Regions from separate parts of the Sus scrofa genome. Here region 2 is linked to region 1. Evidence: chromatin contacts called from public promoter capture Hi-C data. All regions are on one chromosome and are shown on one strand. The core of a region is the stretch at or near the end of the contact, and the rest is flanking DNA. Distances in the headings are between cores, read along the strand shown.

Region 1 (6,673 bases), core at 1,368-3,867:
CTAAGCAGATTCAGAAGGGTGTGTGTGTGGGGGGGGGGGGGTGGCGGCGTGGAGGGGAGGGGACACTCACAGCCCCACAAACAGATGAAACAAGACCTGAAATCAAAGAAGCTAGAGGTCTTGGTAGCCCAGGAAAAAAGTAAGAGACATTTTCTGAGGCAGGTTCTTTAAATAACTTTGATCTCATTAAAATCTCATGACCACTATGACTTCGGAATTTTTACCTGCCTTTTATTCAGGATAAAAAGAAGCTCAGAGAGGGTAAATGATCTGTCCAAGGTCTGTGGCTCAACTCAGATACATAAAAGGCAATGAATTCATCTTCCCATCACCTGGCAGAGACCACATTCAAGTCTGACCCATCATTCCTCCGACAAAAACCTTTGGGGACTTTTAACACCAAAGGCTCAAGAATAAACATCTAAGGAAAAACAGGCTGTTCTTCACGATCTGGTCCTGACCCACCTCTTGTGCCTCTTGATGAATTCCTTGCAGCCTTCTCTGCTTCTCATCTCTGAGGTTTTACTACTGTTGTCTCCTCTGGGTGAAATTTCCCCAGACAGGCCCTGGTTAACTCCTCCCCCAGGAAGTCGTTCTTAGATTCCCCAGGTGGGTCAGGTAACCAACCCCTCTGTGCTTACACAGCACCAGTTTGCACTTCAATCCCTGTACCTATGCCAGAATGATCTGGTGTGCCTGGTCCATTAGACTCCAAGGGCCATAAAAATGGGGACCAAGCTCTATCCACCTCTGTTTACAATGTCAGCAATGTACAGAGGACTCACTGCCAAATATTTATCTGATGGGACAGAGTAAAGACAAATGCATACAGTCATGCTAAGACAGACACGATGGTGTAGTGGTAAAGACTGCAAATTCTAGAACCAGCCTGCTCAGTTCAATCCCTGCTCTATGTGTGACCTCAGACAAATCACTTTACCTTGCTGTACCCCGGTTTCTTCACCTTTAAAGTGGGCATCATAGTAATGGAATCTTTCTCATTGGTTTATGGTAAAGTTTAAATAAATTACTTTACCTAATAGTGTCTGGCGCACAGTAAGTTCTCAAAGCATCAGGTGCTACTACTATGGTTTTTATTCATTCACTCATCACACGAGCAATGTTGAGAGACAAAGCCACACTGAGAAACACAATGAGATGCTAGTTGGGGGGAGGAGAATGAGTAGCCATGCTAAAATCCTCCTCCATCAGAGGAGGAAGGCACCAAGAGACACTGTCTGAGGCCAAAGGAGGGATCGATGATAGATATTTTTAAAGTATACTATTTAGGGTAAATGATGGAAGAATGAGAAACAAATAACATAGACTGGAAGGAAGGCACAGATGATGTAGGTTTCTTATCTTTCATAGTGGGGGTCAGCAGACAGTCATTGGGATAAATAAGCCAAGAAATCAAGGTTAAGAGGTCACTCTTTGGACACTGAGTGATGCCTATGAGGAGTACTAAAAACAAGCCATAAAGATGGTTATTCCTGGAGGGAGATGGAGGATGGGATGGAAAAAAAGACATTGTTTCTTGTTTTACACCACTGAACTTAAAAAATCCCTTGACAGTTTCCACCAGAGGTGGAAAAAAGGTAGAGTTAAAAAACACAACAATTAAACAAAAATGGCTTTATGTTCTTACTCTAAGGAGTACAGAAGATCTCTCAAGCCAACCAAATAGGAGTTTCATTATGGGAATGACCTTACTGGCAACACCAGTGGGTGAGTGTAGGGGCTCTCCCTTCAAGTTCTAGTGAAATAGAAACGGATGATCCACTCAGGTACACTGCATCTAATCATCTACCGCCACACATTCATCTAGTTTTTCATTCATTTATTCAGCATGTTTTTACTGCATGCCTACCATGTGCTCAGTTCTGTGCTTGACTCTAAGGAAACAGAGATAAGTATGGCTGGGTCACCCCTCCTCACTTACTGGACAAGTAGTCGCAAGCTCTTCACACCCAGTTTTCTTAAACTCTCCCTACCTGTCCTAAAGGCGGGAGTGGGAACTGGAACGCAGGTCGTCAGCCTATTGCTCCCCATTTTCCTCCCCGAAACTGTTCGCAGGGGAAGAGGAAAAAAGATAGTGTCTGACCCAGTCACGAGTCAACAAAAAAAAGTGATGCAAAAAGAGGGTTGTGGGAGCACGGCATTTGACACAACGTAGGGATTGGCATCTCCCGGGGAAGGAGGTGTCCGACTGGGGTCAGGAAACAACGTGCTAGTTGTGAAATTTTAAGCAGACGCTATCCCTCTCTCCCGTCTGTCAAATGGGGATCTGCCAAGAATCCTGACCCTTTTGGGTTCTGAATCATCCCGGAATCCTGCCTCAGAGCGTAATCCCCTAATTCTCCCCCAACTACCTCCCTCCCAACCCCCAGCTCCTCGCTGGTCCCAATTTCAGATTCCCAAGTCCAAGCTCTGTACTCACCCCATTCGGGAGGTTCTTCACGATTAGTCGGGACATGGCGCACGCTCTCCCAGTATTTTGATTCCAGCGCGAATGGATACCGACTCCCACAACAACTCTCACGCTACAACTGTGGGCGCCGCCATCTTTGGCTAGCCGGAACAAAATCACGTGCTCCAGGCGCGGCCGTCCCCTACTTCCCCGGAAGTAGGCGTGGCCAAAGAGTGTACCCAAGGAAGTCACACCCTCCAAGGGGCGGGCCTGAGCGTTTGCATTCTGCGCAGGTGCAGGGGAGACCAAATCCGTGGCGAAGTCGCGAGGAGGACGCTTATTCCCAACGCCGGCAGAATCAGACTGGAAATCGTTTGGTTAGACGGAAAATCATTTCAGCCTTCAACTTTATTTTATTTTATTGTTGAGTCCTAAAACGGCCATGCGAATGGAGGCAGAATTGGGGAATCTTGCTCTTTCAGAGATGGGGCTCAGAAAGGCTGCTAGGCACCAGGAATCAGTTACTGAACATCACCTATAAGTTTTAGCATGTGCTGCAAGGAAATAAACATCCCATTTTGCAGGCGAGGAAACTGGGAGCCAGGCAAGTAAGGCGGCTTGCTCAAAGTCATATAGCTATTAAATATTAAGTGGTATTAAGTGATAGGCTCAAAGAGCACTTGCTGTTTCAGTAAACAAAGAATAATGGTCTTTAAAGCCATCAGCTTCCCCCTCAGGTACACCCTGAGGGGAATTCAGGATGGAAAAAGATGGGATATTGACCCTAGAGAAAGCACATATCCAAGCAATGATTCCAATGAGCCCAGACTCTTGCATCTTCCTGTACATGGAAAAGCGCTGAAATCAACTTGAGAGTCTATTTTTTGAGTAGCAGTAATCTTTTGATGTTGAACTGATGGGATGGAGTAGGCACAGGTAGTTGTAGAAGTCCCAATAAAGGATCATAGATAGAGAGGGAAACCTGGGGGACTTTGAGAGATCACTGTAAGTTAATAATTGCTCAAGAAATCCATCAGAACAAGGCAGGCTTGCTTGACTAGCGCAAGTACGAGAATTGCTTCAGGTCATTGGGTGGGGGATGGGTTGAGGCCTGCATTCAGATTCTGACCCAGTGCAGGAATTTGAGGACCGCCTACACCTTACCAGATTCTAAGGAGGAGCTATAGCTCTGAGAAAGAGGACGAGGTGGTCTTTTCCCACCCCCAACTCCCCTTGGATGATAAAACTGTAGCCCACCAAGTTGGGGGGTGCGGGTGGAGGTGCAGAGCCTTCTTGCCTGCCCGCTTGCATCTCTCAAAAGAGTCCTATCTTAAATCTATTTCTTGCCTATCACTGTCTTTCGCTGAATTCCTTCTGCTCGGAGGCACGAAGAACCTGAACCTCAGTGGGTCCAGACACCAGGTGAGTGATTCTAATTTAAAACCATAGGTTTAAGTCCCAATCTTGCTTTAGGCTGGGTTCGAGTCCCAGCACGTGGGTTCAAGTCCCAATCTGGCTAGATTCAGGCCGGTAGTGCTCAGTTTCAGAACTACCTTCTTTGTTTCAGCAAAACCTCCTATCTATCCCAGCTCCCCACTTTACCTGTTGGGAACAGTCCTTCAGAGCTATCTGAGCTGTATCCTCCTGGGTGTAAGCCCTCAGAGACTTAGTGGCTTAAAAATAACAGAAATGTGTTCCCTCATGTTTCTTGAGGAGAGAAATCCAAGATCAAGGTGTGAGCAGAGCCGAGCTGCCCCTGAGTCTCTTGGGGAAGATCCTTTCTCCTATGTCCCAGCTTCTGGTGGCTCCAGGGGAACCATGGCTTGGGGCTGCATCGCTGCAATGGCTACCTCTGCCTTTGCATGGACTTCTCTCTGGTGTCTGAATCAAATCTGCCTCCCTTTCTTTTCTTTCGATAGCATGGCTGCTATTGGATTTAGGGCCCATCTTAAACCCAGGATGGTCTCATCTCAAGATCCTTAATTTTTTTTTTTTCCTTTTTATGGCTGCACCTAGGGCATATGAAAGTTCCCAGGCAAGGGGTCAAATTGGAGCTATATCTACTGGCCTACACCACATCCACAGCAATACCACAGCTTCGACCTGTGCTGTAGCTCTCGGCAACGCTGGATCATTAACCCACTGAGCGAAGCCAGTGGTCGAACCTGCATCCTCATAGACACTATGTCAGCTTCTTTTTGTGGACTTAAAAAAATACACAAACTGGGAGTTCCTGTTGTGGCTCAGTGGTTAATGAATCCGACTAGGAACCATGAGGTTGTGGGTTCGATTCCTGTTCTTGCTCAGTGGGTTAAGGATCTGGCATTGCCGTGAGCTGTGGGGTAGGTCTCAGACGTGGCTCGGATCTGCCGTTGCTGTGGCTGTGGTGAAGGCCGGCAGCTACAGCTCAGATTAGACCCTGGGCACCTCCATATGCTGCAGGTGTGGCCCTAAAAGGACAAAAGACAAAAAATTAAAAAAAAAAATCTTCTCCTAAAAATATCTGTCTGAAGACCTGTTCTGCCAGTTTTCCTGGCGCACAGAGTGCCTCACTCCTGATCTCCACCCTGAGCTCTGCTCAGGAGTTGCTGTGGGTCGGCAGCTGCAGTGACTCATTATTCAGTCCATGTAGAGGCTGATGCAAGTGATGACAAGTGCCAGTTTCCAGTTCACATTTTTTTTTAATTCAATGAGTCTTATTGTAGATTTTAAATTTTTTTCACTTTTTAAATTTTTTATTTTAAGGGAGAATTGCGACGATTTTTAATTTTTATGTATGTATTTTGCTTTTTAGGGCCACACCCGCAGCATTTGGAAGTTCCCAGGCTAGGGGTCAAATCAGAGCTACAACTGCCCGCCTATGTCACAGCCATAGCATAGCAACACGGGATCTGAAGGTCAGGTTTCACCCTCTCCGCAGTAGGCTGTCTGTTCAAAGGCAACACACAGACCCATGTAAAAACGTATTCCCCAGCCTAGAGGAGGTGATAAGGGTTGGACACTGTGTTTCCAACTCACTCATTTATCCAACAGATATTTATTGATATGTAGGCAAGTGCTCTTTAGTTAAATGACAATTAAGGGGTTGTTTTCTGCATATTGCAATCCTGCTCTGGATGGGCTGGAGGGGCTTTATGAGGCAGCTCTGAGATACTGGCCTTTTATGAGAGGGCAAGTGTGGGTTGCCCAGCAAGTCCTGGTTTTGTGTACTTTTATATTATTATTTTCATGAACTGCCTTGATTAAAATTTGCAACTAGATGTAGCCTTCCCTTAAAAAATTCACAAATCAGAAGGTCTTTCAAAGATATTAAAAGAAAATGGAATGCTCTAGGCCAATTGCCCCTCCCGGATCTGGGCCAGGAAAATATGGTCACCACATGTCAGGAAAGGAGGAACAGCTCCTGGGCTGTAGATCCCCGTGCATTTAATAAGCAGCCACGTTGTAACATTATTATTAGTCTTCCTGCTCTCCTTCCTGTTTTGTCTCCCACCTCCTTTCCTCTTCCAGCAAATATAATACAGAGGCACCAGGACCCCGCCAGGCTGGCCTCTCTGATGACACCTGGGAATTTACAGGGAAAAAAAAAAAAAAAAAGCAGGTAGGAGTTCCCGTTGTGGCTCAGTGGGTTAAGAATCCGACCAGTATCCATGAGGATGCAGGTTTAACTCCTGGCTTCATTCAGTGGGTTAAGGATCCAGTGTTGCTGCAAGCTATGGTGTAGGTTGCAGATGCACTTCGTATCTGGCTGTTGCTGTGGCTGTGGTGTAGACTGGCAGCTGCAGCTCCCATTCAACCCCTAGTTCGGGAAATTCCATATGTCACAGGTGCGGCCCTAAAAGGCAAAAAAAAAAAAAAAAAGGAGGGGTGAAGGAGGTCAGTATTTACAGGTGTGGAATAATTGCCAAGGCATATTATAAAGGGCAAAAGGCATGTACAGGAGGATGTTCCCTTTGGGGGAGAAAAAAAAGGGACCCTCTATGCAGTCCTGCTTCATACCGGGCAGCAAACTCTGTCCTGGACCCAATCTGGTTTTTGTAATGGCTTCAGAGCTAAGAAGTGTTTTCACATTTTTAAGTGGTTGAAAAAAAATCAAAAGAAAAATCGTGTCATGTGACTCATGAAAGATGATATGAAATTCAAATTTCCATGTCCATCCGTAAAATTTTATCAGAACCAAGCCACCGACTGGTGTTCCCAGGTGCCTTGTCTGTGGCTGCTTTTGTGTTGCAACAGCAGAGGTGGATGTGACCAAGGCCATAT
Region 2 (6,673 bases), core at 2,033-4,532, 460 kb before region 1:
GAGATCCACAATCTAGCTCCCAAAGCTGGATTTTCAGGAGTCCATATAGTTAAGGAGTTAAACACTTAGAATTTGGAGGCAGAGAGGCCTAGGGTAGAATCCCACCAGCCTACTTACGTGTTGCTGGCCCTTTGGCCAGGGATCTGACTTCCCTGGGCCTCAGTTTCCTTATTTGTAAAATGAGGAAAATGGTACCCAACCCAGAAGGCAGTTTGTTTGTTTGTTTGTTTTTCTTTTTAGTGCCACACCTGTGACATATGGAAGTCCCCAGGCTAGGGGTTGAATCGGAGCTGCAGCTGCCAATCTATGCCACAGCTTGCGATGACAACAGATTCTTAACCCACTGAGTGAGGCCAGGGATTGAACATGCATCCTCATGGATATTAGTCGAGTTCTTAACCCACTGGAGCCACAATGGGAACTCCCAGTTTTTTTGTTTTCTGGTTTTTGGTCACATCTGTGGCATGCCGAAGTTCCCCAGGGTCAGGGAATAAACCCATGCCACAGTAGTGACAATGCCAGATACTCAACCTCCTGAGCCACCAGGGAACTCCCAGAAGGCAGTTTTGAGGCTTGAAGGCAACAAGGCACATTTGCCTCCTTTCTTGGACAGAGGTTAAGTAGTTGCTGAGTACATAGAGGCCACTCTCACGGTGTCCTCTCACCTGGGCCAGCAGGTTCCTCCTCTCCCCTCCTCCCTGGGCTTTTATACTGCGACACTGGTGGGTCCTGTCCTTCCAGCCATCCAGCCTTTTTTTTGTTTTTTGTCTTTTGTCTTTTGAGGGCGGCACTAGCGGCATATGGAGGTTCCCAGGCTAGGGGTCTAATCAGAGCTACAGCTGCCAGCCTACACCACAGCCACAGCAATGCCAGATCTGAGCCGCAGCTGCAACCTACACCACAGCTCATGGCAATGCCAGATCCTTAACCCACTGAGCAAGGCCAGGGATCAAACCTGCAACCTCATGGTTCCGGAACTCCTCATCCAGCCTTTTAAATCAAGATGAGCAGTGAGGCATGCACTGCCCATTCATGGGGACATTTTTGACTCCGTGTCATTCTGAAATAGCAGGCTGGGCAGTGCCCGGAGAATAAGCTTTGCTAATGGAGTTTCTGTCTTGGCGTTGGGCCTGTCTGGACTGTTTACTGCAGGAGACTTGGAGGACACAGATCAGGGAGGGGGAAGAAGGACTTGGAGCCTCTAGTTGCTGCAGGAGCCCTGCAAAGGCAGGTGGAAGAGAGTGAGACTCTCTGGCATAGTGCAGAATCTCCTCCCAGGGGCTCCTGGGGTGTGAACTTGGGGATGAATCTTGGCCAAGACCCAAGACCTGGGCAGTGACCTCAGGCGAGAGAGGAGCTCAACTTTCCCCTGTGTCAGAGGGAGATGAAACTCTGTGGGCAAGAATCAAAGGAGATGATCTGAAGGAGGCACTCCATGCCAGGCACTGGGGACACGGAAATGATCAGGATGCTCAGAGCTGAGCCCAGCTTGACCTTTGCAGAGTGAAGAATGAAGTGGGATGGGGTACAGTATTTAGTCTAGCACCGTTTCCCAGGAGCCCTTGAAAAAAAGTACAAGGAGTTCCCGCTGTGGCTGAGGATGCCACAGTGAGGAGGCAGGTTTGATCCCTGGTTTTGCTTAGTGGGTTAAGGATCCAGTGTTGCTGCAAGCTGGGCACAGCCCCCCCAAAATGCTGCAGTGAATAAACTTATGCATAGATATTTTTTCTGCATAAATGTTTAGAAGTGGGATTGCTGGGTCAGAAGGGAAATGCATGTGATTTTTTTAAAGATATTGCCCATTTTCTCTAAGTTTTGCATGCCTAGCAGCCATGTATGTGTTCCCGTTTCTCCAGGCTCATCAAAAAATATGTTGTTCAGGAGTTTCCTAGTGGCTCAGTGGGTTAAGGATCTGGCATTGACACTGTAGCGGCTCAGGTCACCATTGTGACAAGGACTTAATCCCTGGTTCAGGAACTTCCACATGCTGCAGTTGGAGCCAAACAAACAAACAAAAAATTGCCCAGCTTTTTATTTTTTCTAATTTGGTAGGCGAGAAATGATATTTCAGTGTAGTTTTCTTTCAACTTTTTTTTGAGAAACAGTACAATTTCCGTGCAGCCTTACCTAGTTTCTCTCAGTGATAAAACCATATGTAACCAGAGTACAATTATCAAAATCAGGAAATTAATACTTTAAGCTAAATTATAGACCTTTTTTAGATCACACCAGTTTTTCCATGAACTCATTGTTTTCGGTCTATATTTCTGTGATACTTTATCTTCAATATAGCTATAATTTGCATTTCTCTTATGGTGAATGAAGTGAGCATTTTCCATGTTTAAAGATCATTTTAATATCTTTTTTTCATGAATTGTCAGTTCATATATTTTCTTCCATTTTTGTATTGGTTTTCACATTTTTTCCTCAAATTTAAAGTTATTCATATATTAGTAAGACTACTTCTTTATTCACCATACATGTTATAAATATTTTCTCCCAGGTTGTCAGTAGGTTTTTTGACTTGGCTTATGGTGTTTACAACATGCAAGAGTTAAAGAAAATTTTATGTAGTCAAATGTACTAATCTTTCCTTACCTCTGAATTTTGAGTCATATAGAGGCCCTTTTTCCACACACAAGCTAGGGAGGAATTCACCCATTTTTTAATACACCTCTAGTAATTACTGTTTCACTTTTTACATTTAGACGCACATTATTTAGGAATTTATTCTTGTGTGTTGTGTGATGAACGGATCCTGTTCAAAAGAAGAGAAAAACAGAAGCATTTGGGGGACTTTTGGAAAAATTTGAATAAAGATCCTGTTTTAGGCAAGTAAATGGCAAATTTCCTGAGCATTATAATGGTATTGTGGTTATGAAGGATAATATCTTTTCTTTTATGAGATCATCTGCAGTATTTAGGATTGATACATCACAGTGTCTACAATTAACTCTCAAATAGTTGAGCAAAATTTTATATATGTATGTATATACAAAGAGAAAATAAAATGTGACAACATATTAGCAATTGATGGTAGGCATATGAATATTTACTAGACTACTGGCAATTGATGGCAGGAAGATGGGTATTTACTATTCTTGCAACTTTTCTTGAAGTTCAAAAATTTGAAAAAAGTGTTGGAATGAAGCGTGCTACCGCCAAAGTTTGAGCAGGTGGGCCAGGGCACCCGGCCCCTTTAAGATGCCCCGCCCCTTAAGTCCCGCCCGGGCCCCGCCCCCCGGAAAGGCTCTTCCCAAAACACGCCCCGCCCAGCCGCCCGCCCTCCGCAGCGGAGGGCAGTCACGTGAGTCAGGCTGTGGCGCCCAGCTCCGCGCTGTCATGGTGGCACCGATGTACGGCTCCCCGGGCGGCCGCCTGGCCCGGGCGCTGACGCGGGCGCTGGCGCTGGCCCTGGTGCTGGCCCTACTGGTCGGGCTGTTCCTGAGCGGCCTGACCAGCGCGATCCCGACCCCAAAGGGCTACCGGGGAAGCGGCAGATCGGTCCCACCCGCCTCCCGCAGCCGCTCGGTGCTCCTGGACACTGAGACGGGCCAGCTGCGCCTGGTGGATGGCCGCCACCCTGACGCCGTGGCCTGGGCCAACCTTACCAACGCCATCCACGAGAACGGGTAAGGGTTGGCCCGACCTCGCGCGGCCCAGCGTGGGGAGGGAGTTGTGTGGGCTCTGGGCCTCTTGCAGGTGACAGTGTCCCAACCTGGTCTCCCCGGGGGTCAGTTTCCCGCCTCTGAGGCTGCAGCACCGTGCTTGGGTGAGGCTGTTGCAGCATCCCTCAACTCCTGAGGACCCGTCCTTTGCCATCAGCCAGGAATGACAATATCTGTTTCCTTAGTGATACAGTAACTTCTATCCCCACCGAGGCCAGCACTCTCAACCCCTGTCTCACCCCCACAGACCAGAAAGGTGGTAATAGCTCTCCAGGAGAAACTCACACTTCCTTGGTTGTAGCTTACCCCATAGGTGCCAGCCACCCTGCCTCCTTTGCAGAATCAGAGCAAGAGGACTGAACTTGGATTCCAGGCCAGTCTAAAAACAGAGGGCCCCTAAATTCACAGAGCCTTGGTCCAGGGGAAAATCGTCTGGCCAGACAGATACTTCGTATGGAGCCAAGTACTCCATCCTTGGCAGTCACGATCACTATCCTAATCACTGGGGTCCAGGCTGTCATTCTGATGTATGATTCTTACCGAACTCCTCTGTTTGCCTGGGCTTTCATTTGCCTGTCTATGGCTTGGATGCTGAGGATGTGCTCTGGCTGGGAGCTTGGGTGGTGCCCTCTCAGGTCTTGTACCAGGGCTTGTGCCCATTCACTCACCTGGTGTGCTTGGCCATGGGTACACAGACCTGACAGGGGTCCCCATTCAGTGGGGGAAACGGTGCCAGGGGGGAAAATCGTGGGAGTGGGGAAAAATCTTAGAGCCTTGTCAGTAAGACCCAGGTCCTGGATCCAGGTTGTGTTGGGGATCTTAGGGAGCCCTGTGCTCCCCCACCCCTCCATCTTAGGCTCATCTCAGTGCTTAGAACATACTGCCTCCTCCAGCAGGCATAGCTCCTCCTGCTGCTTCCCTCATCCATTTTGCCATCTTCATTAATTCCGGCAGGTGTTGGGGAGACACAAGACACTGAGGACACTCCATTCTGGTGCTTTGTGGTACTTGGGAGGGTATTAGGGAGATGTATAGACCAGAGATTGTGGGGAAAGGATTTGCTGCAGACACAGGAGCTAGGTGGGGCTAATCTGGGAGGGCTCCCAGGGAGAGGAAGCCACAAAGTGGGCTGATGTCTATGGAGTGAACTAAAACTCTGTGGCGATGTGACTCTGGAATCTGATGACCCAGTTTCTGCTGACTCATTTATGGTTTTGGCCCCGTTTAGGAGAGCCATGACCGTCTCTGCCTGGATGCCAGTCAGGGAAGGAGGCACAGCAGGAAGGCCCAGCATGGGGAAGGGGCTTTGGCCCCAGCAGGCCCTGAGTGGGCTGCATTGATCTCAATTATGGAAAACTGAGAAGTGGGGGGAAGGCTCCCTTGATTGTGCTGGGTGGAAAGTTCTTCCAGGCCCCAATCTGGTGCTGTGTGACCCTGGGCAAATCACTTCACCTCTCTGAGCCTGTTTCCTCTCTGGAAGGTGGGGCTCAATGGGAAATTCAGGGGAATCACAGGAAACACCTCCGTTTATTTATTAAAAGGTGGAGGGAATGAAAGAAAGGAGCGGGTGTCCTCTGCCTCCATTTCGCAGTTGGGGAAACAGGCCTGAGATGTGAACCCTGGTCTCTTCCACACTTCTTTCTCTCACCTCACCGTTCTGGCATCTTCTCTGTCCAGCCTGCCCCTTTCCTTCAGTGTTGGACAGTGCTTGAGTCAATGATGTAGGGAAACCTGTGTGGGAAACCCCCATTTTATAAGCAGGGAAACCGAGGTCCTTAACGATACCCTCTTGAGAAGTGAGATGTAAGAGAGGCATCTGGGGAGTCCCCATTGTGTCTCAGTACGTTAAGTACCCGACTAGGATACAGGTTCGATCTCTGGCCTCGACTGGTGGGTTAAGGATCTGGCACTGCCATGAGCTGTAGTGTAGGTTGCAGACGCGGCTCGGATCTGGTGTTGCTGTGGCTGTGGTGTAGGCTGGCAGCTGTAGCTCCAATTCAACCCCTAGCCTGGGAAGGGATCAAATGCCGCATGTGTGGCCCGAAAATGGAAGAAAATGAAACAGGAAAACAAAAGAGAACAGCATCTGGGGTGTTCTGGCCCCCAAGCAGCAGAACCTCTGATCTGCAGGTGACTGTCTCATTTTTTGGAGGGTGGAAATCATGGAATCATGGAAATCATCCTGACCCAGGATGTCACCAGATCCTGGGACTGGCAGGATAACTTCCATGTCCCTTTCCCCTAATCTCTCTTCTTTCATTTGTGTTGTATTTGACTCTGGACTGACGCTCCCCGTGTAGCCTGAAACATGAAGGGTTTGACGCTTGGGAATCAGAGATGCCCCCAGAGCAGTGCCTCTGCTGGCCTGGCTCTGACTGTGGTCCTGGGGATGCCGAATCCTCCAACCTTACCTTCTCCTCCTTCTCTGACCTGATCCCCCTGCCCTACAACCAGCTATGTGACCTAAATTGCCTTCCAGAGGGGAGAGGAAATAAATACCAATAAGAGGGAATTAACCTATTAGGAAGCTGGGAAACAACCCCAGTCTAGCACCCAACAAGCAGAAACCCAGCACAGTAAAATGGATTAATACCACCCAGCTGTTTCTTTGAAAAGTCACAGAAAATAAACTTGTACCATCACGTATGGGAAAGGAGTGATAGCCACAGATAAGGTGGTACAGCCCACATGATAGAGGGTGTCCAGGGTTCACTGTACACTGAAGGGGCAATGGGGACAAAGGGAGGTTTGTGACCCCCTGCTCATCTCACAAGAATGGTTCGCCTTTTCATTAGACCCTGAAGTCACCTCAGAGGAATAGCTGCCCCTGACATAAAATCCCAGTGTGGCCCCTAGACTGACCAGAAAAAAAAAAAAAAAAAAAAAAAGAAGAAGACTGGACAAACAAGATTCAGTGCAGCTGACTTTTTATTTTTGTCAAGCAAGTGCATTAAAAACAAACCAGAACAATATTTATCGATCTCTGCCCATTTTATCTAATAGAT

What was found. Promoter capture Hi-C pulls out the DNA fragments that hold promoters and counts their contacts.
Region 2: a contact with region 1 is called in a promoter capture Hi-C map of liver, with 2.1 times the contacts expected there. The contact joins the promoter of PLBD2 here to the promoter of RBM19 in region 1. A contact is called at or near these places in 1 of 5 promoter capture datasets (liver) and 1 of 2 datasets of contacts at active chromatin or transcription factors (alveolar macrophages).

Annotation. Positions count from the first base shown.
Region 1 is chr14:38,077,986-38,084,658 of Sscrofa11.1, reverse strand. It overlaps RBM19 (probable RNA-binding protein 19), which reads right to left and starts at 2,617. Exons shown (of 25, transcript XM_005670677.3): 1 at 2,441-2,617. The coding sequence starts at 2,476.
Region 2 is chr14:38,540,190-38,546,862 of Sscrofa11.1, reverse strand. It overlaps PLBD2 (putative phospholipase B-like 2), which reads left to right and starts at 3,282. Exons shown (of 12, transcript XM_013982918.2): 1 at 3,282-3,632. The coding sequence starts at 3,343.